Regions from separate parts of the Ovis aries genome. Here region 2 is linked to region 1. Evidence: chromatin contacts called from public Hi-C data. All regions are on one chromosome and are shown on one strand. Each heading gives the region's core, a stretch centred on a gene start, on an enhancer-like site or on the middle of the called end of the contact. The rest is flanking DNA. Distances are from core to core; before and after follow the strand shown.

Evidence for each region. A called contact is a pair of places that touch in the nucleus more often than the background predicts.
Region 2: a Hi-C map of mixed tissues shows a contact between it and region 1, with 3 times the contacts expected there. The contact joins two enhancer-like sites. A contact is called at or near these places in 6 of 16 Hi-C or Micro-C datasets (liver, mixed tissues, muscle and 2 more).

What each region holds. Positions count from the first base shown.
Region 1 is chr11:61,265,063-61,267,762 of ARS-UI_Ramb_v3.0, forward strand. No RefSeq gene overlaps it. Among named protein-coding and RNA genes, the nearest start is that of RGS9, 120 kb to the left of the region's middle. Within about 2 kb of position 1,434, at least 6 of the 54 cell types and tissues checked have an H3K27ac peak or open chromatin away from gene starts, as enhancers often do.
Region 2 is chr11:61,750,085-61,752,784 of ARS-UI_Ramb_v3.0, forward strand. It overlaps CEP112 (centrosomal protein 112), which reads right to left. Exons shown (of 25, transcript XM_060395898.1): 5 at 1-14. Among named protein-coding and RNA genes, the nearest start is that of CEP112, 34 kb to the right of the region's middle. Within about 2 kb of position 1,372, at least 9 of the 54 cell types and tissues checked have an H3K27ac peak or open chromatin away from gene starts, as enhancers often do.

The DNA of each region.
Region 1 (2,700 bases), core at 184-2,683:
AGGCCACATAAGCATATCACAGACTGAGCAATTACGGAGTAAAAAGAAGTCTGTCTGGAGAAGGGCATGCCGAGCGGCATCCCTTATATGCGGAATGTGAAAAGAAAGGGTAACAATGAGCTTACTGACAAACAGAAGCAAATTTACAGTTTAGAGAAGGAACTAATGGTTGGTGGGTCGGGGAAAGGATGAAGGGAAGGGATAGTTAGGAAGTCTGGGATGGACACGGACACACGGCTATATTTAAAATGGATAACCAGCAAGGACCTCCTGCACAGCACAGGGGACTCTGCTCAGCGTTACCTGGCAGCCTGGGTGGGAAGGGAGCTTGGAGGAGAATGGATGCATGTGTACGTATGGCTGAGTCACTTCACTGTCCACCTGGAACTGTCACAACATTGTTAATTGGGTATAAATACCCCAATACAAAATAAAAAGTTTAAGCAAATCTGCCTACCCAGCAGGCTAACATTTATTGGAAACTTCCTCTGTTGTAAACATGATTCTAATGTCACATGCCGAAATTCCCACAGCCACCGTCTGAGGGGGGCCTTAGTATCATCCTGCCTTACACTCAGGGGCGAGACACGGAGAGTCCGCGGAACTCATCTGAGACAGCACAGCGAGCCGGCAGAGAAGCCTGCACTCGGATCCAGGAAGCCTGGCCCCAGAGCGCGGCCACGGTCAGAACGCGGCACAGGCTCCCACCTTCGCTCAGAACTGCCTTTGTTTTTGGATGATGGATTAAAAAACACCTATGAACATCAACTGAGCTGGTTCTTACCTAGAACAGTTTGCTTGAGTTTACCCTGATTTCCTGCAGAGATCCTGTTGGAACCAGCAGGAAGCCTTCTGCCTCAGTCTGCTCAGAGACCCACCCCAACTCTCTACGAGCTCACAGCTTTGCCCTGTAATAAATATTTGCAGGAAAGGAGAGAAGGAGAAAAGGTGGGGGTGGGAGGGAAGTGGTCCTTATTTTAAAAGAGCAGCTTCCTTGTTGCAAGGGCAGGAGCCCTGGGCAGATGCTCAGCAGTGCTTCTGATCCTCGGCTGCGGCTCCCACATTGGAAGAGAGTCTTTTACTACAGAATCATCGTCAGTTGCTCTGCGACTCTGCGGCTCCTTAGCAGGGGGACGGCCGCGAGGAAAGCAAGAGGAGGCCGCCACTACCCTGAGACGTGGTCCCCCAGCTTCCGGGAGTGGAGCGGCCACACACAGTCGCACGGGTTGTGCACTGCACAACTGCTGGGGCGGCTGTTCCCACGGTTGTCCATTGCACGGTCGCCCTGAGCGGGAACCACGCAATCCAGCAACCACAATGCTGAGGTTTGGGTGGGGTGGGGTGAGGGTAATTGCAGGGCTATAATCATTCTGAATACAATCTGGCTTATCTGAGTGGCTCAGGGTGTAGTCCACGCCATATCACAAAGCACCAGGAGGGCCCGACACTGGCGCCTGGAAGCCTGCCCGGGCTGAGGCGAGGCCCGCGCTCCAGCGGGAGTGTCTGCAGTGGCATCGCCCTGACAGCCTGGCCCTGAGTGCCCGCTTGCTCCCAGGGTCCCGCGGCCTCCGTCAGCAGGTTGGGCCGGATCTTTCTTTGCTGTTGGGGCAAGGCTGCCGGGTGCCCTGATGGAGGTTTAGCACGTCTTTGGTCCTATCCTCAGATACAACAAAACTGCCCCCAGACTTTACCAGGAGCTTCTTGGGGAACAAAAGTGCCCGGGGTTTGCAGAGCCATGCTTTCGAGGTTAACTCAGTGTGGTCGAGGTGGTAGCTACTGGCGCACGTGGCTCTCAGGCACTTGGAATGGGGCTGGTCCAAACTGGGGGGCCCTCATTCACAAGCGATTTCAGAGAACAAAGCAAAAAAAACCCCCCAAAACCCAAAAAGAGTGCCAAAGTTCTCAGTAAGAATCTTACAGCGTTGATTACCCACGAACATGAATATCCTCTGGATCTATGGGGCTAATTAAAATAGAACATCCATTTCCTGTATTTCTTTTTTTAAAATGTGACCCCTAGAAAACTTAAAATGACCCATGAGTCTTTTCTCAACTTTTAATCGGAAGGCAATTGCTTTGCAGTGCTGTTGATTTCTGCCATACAACAATGCGAGTCAACTGTAAGGACACTTGTGTCCCTTGCTCTTGAGCCTGCCTCGCACCTACCCATCCCATCCCTCTAGGACCAATGAGTCTTGAGTGCTGCTTCTGCTGGGGAGCGCGAGGTTAGCTGTCCCTCCTCTTTTCCGGGGTCTTTCCCCCAAGGCTCAGTGGTAGGGAAGCCGCCTGCCAATGCAGGAGACTGGGGTTCAGTCCCTGGGTCGGGAAGGTCTCCTGGAGAAGGAAATGGCAGCCTGATCCGGTATTCTTGCAGGGAGAATCCCACGCACAGAGGAGCCTGGTGGGCTACCGTCCAAAGGGTCTTGAAAAGTCGGACACGACTGAGCTGCACACCCTCTGCTACTGGGGCTCCAGGGACCTCAGCAGTGACTGTGCTGGGCTTGCCTCTGTCCTGCCCCTGCTGCCCCCATCCGCACCTGGACACATCAGGCACCCCCACTTAGAAACACCCTGTGCCGGAAACGTCACGCTGTCACCAGCTCCGGGAAGAAGGGCCCAACAGGCCTGCTCCTCCACACCTGCTGGGTGGGCAGGGACCCCCGGCCCCGACCAGCGTCTGCATCCTCGTGTCCCCCGTCA
Region 2 (2,700 bases), core at 122-2,621, 480 kb after region 1:
CAATGCATTGTTCCCTATTAAGAGACCAAAATAGTTACAGTCAGAACTGGGGGAATTCAGAGGACATGAGGGCATTAAAATCTAGGACTACCATGTTTTTTTTCTTTTGGAAATGAGATGGTTGTTTATATTAACAGTGATATTTCAATAGCAAAGGAAAAAGAGATACAGACAATAACCACTTGTATCTCACATTTTGCTTCAATTAGGTCACAAAGCAAATAAAATGTCACCTAAATGTCACATGCTCTCTTACAAACAAATGCTGTTGTCAAGTGGGACTATAATAAACCACAGGTATTCCCCCTTTTTCTAAGAGTGGGGAGAGAAAACTTAAAGCATATCCTCTCAAAGAAGATAGTTGTTTTAAAAGGTTAGCAAGTCTTGCTGGATTCATGTTTCACGTTAAGATGAAGTCTTAAGACACATAAATAACAAAACTTCCATGTAGCTCAAAGTCTGAAAATTCCAAACCATGTCAGAAACCACGGCTAAATCAAAGCCCTGAACTTAAGATCATGCCATGCTAATAGTCCAGGTAAAATGTGATGAGCACAGCATGAACAGGAAAATGGTTTAAGCTTCCAGAGGAATCTGAACAAAAAAGATTTTCCTCCAATATAAAATATCCCAAATATACAAAGTGCCATTCTCCATATTCCACTTCAGCCTGGAGTCTCCCGTATATTTTTATTCCAGCTACTTCAGCGAAAGCTCCATGATGACAATATTTGTTCTCTGAACGGCTCCTTCAGGAGACACAAAATGAAAATGAGCCATCACTGAATGAGCCAAAGCCACTGACTTTCAGCTTCCAGCCACATCAGGATTTCCCTCCTGAGCTGTGGGCCATACTAAGCCTTTCCGAAAGACAGAATTGTAGCTCAGAAAGACAAGGTCGAGATGAATGTGGGTTTTGGTAGTTAACACGGACAGAATAACATTCCTTAGACCAGCTACTGGGTAATTTAGAATGTCTGAAAAAAAGCTGTTTTCAAGAGAGCTGTGGACTTTTTATACCCTTAATCAATAGTCCAGATATCTGAACACTTAAGAATAAATGAGAAAAAGAAATAGTGACATTTTGAGGATAATCGCATCCGTCAGTGCGCCTGAGCTGATAAGAAGCTCTTCAAACTTAGTATGTGGCAGAGACACACCAGGTGTTGGCTGCACGCTCAGAACAGATTAAACAATCATAAAAAGAGCTCTGCTAGAAATCTGGAAAAAATGCTTAACTATTAAAAGTCATTCTCACAGAAAATACTCCTGAAAAAGAGGCTGAAACACTCATCTGTCTATCACACAGGGCGCACACACAGGCCAGCATGGCCTCGCGAGTCGCGGGCACCGTCCTGGGCCGCCCCGGCTCTCTCCCTCCCAGCGAACTTGCCAGGGGGGCGGCGTCCTCGCCCCGCCCTGCCCTGCCCCTTCCAGTCGCCCTGCAGGTGCTGAGCGCGGGGTCAGCGGAGCAGAGCCCTGACGGTCCCCACCCCGCCTCCGTGGGCGGCTGCACGCGGCCCCTCCCCGCAGCCCCACCGCGCTCCAGCCGCCCCGCGCCGCCCCGACCGTGCCGGCCTCTGAGCCGGAAGCCAGGCGGCTTGGCCACAGCTCTTCCGCAGGCTCTTCTTCCTCTGCCGCCCTGATCCCTGAGCTCTGTCCAGCCTCATCTATTTTTCCGTCACGGGCTTCCCTGCTCAACTCGGTGTGTACCATTCGTTTCCACATCACAAAGGGAAACTGGTCACCAGTCTTCATCTCCAGTCCAACCTGTTCTGCTGGCCTCCGAGCCCGCGACACACACACACTGAACAGCCCTCCTTGCAATCGAGACTGCGTGCGCTCCAGTCCCCGCTGCAGCCAAGCGAGGCGGAGAGACCGCGCACGCCAGCCCCTGCCGAGGCCCTCGAGCCGAACAAGACGGGCGCCGGTGTCACTGCTGAGACCCACGCAGGACACCAACAGGGGTTCCAGTTCTTGCTACGGATAATGACGCCAGACGGAAACACAACTAACTGCTCCTCTGAGCTGCAGCGGTCCCAGAGATGGGGCCAAGGTCACGGAGATGCAGCTGGAGGTCACGGTGAGCAGGGGCACCGAGGGCAGCAGGCAGAGCTTCGCCCCCGCTTACCCCGCAGGTGCAGGCCGCCCCCCGGAGGAGCCGCTCGCGGTGCTCGCGGAGACCGCCCCAGCGGGCAGGGGCCGCGCGCAGAGGCGCCAGGCTTCCTGCGGGGATGCCGGAAGAGGGGCCGCCAACGCAGAAAGCCAGACGTCAGCCTGCCGGGGAGGTCCCCGCCCGGAGAGCGCCACCTTAGTCCTCTGAAGCGCTAAGAGTGCGGCAAATGCAAAGCCTTCCCCTGCCGCTTCTTCCCGAGGCCAGCGTTGTTAGTCACGAAGTCATGTCCAGTTCCTTGCGACCCCAGGGACTGTAGCCCGCCAGACTCTTCTGTCCATGGGAGTTCCCAGGCAAGAGTACTGGAGTGGGGTGCCATCTCCTTCTCCAGGGGATCTTCCCGACCCAGGGATTGAACCCGGGTCTCCTCTATTGCAGGCGGATTCTTTACCATCTGAGCCACCAGGGAAATGTAAAATATGTCAGCAGAAATCCAGAAGCACCCTCCCAGCACCTTTGTTTATTCCAGACACTACAGAATCACAGACTTGTCACTATAAAGAGATAAGTAATGAGATGTAAGATTT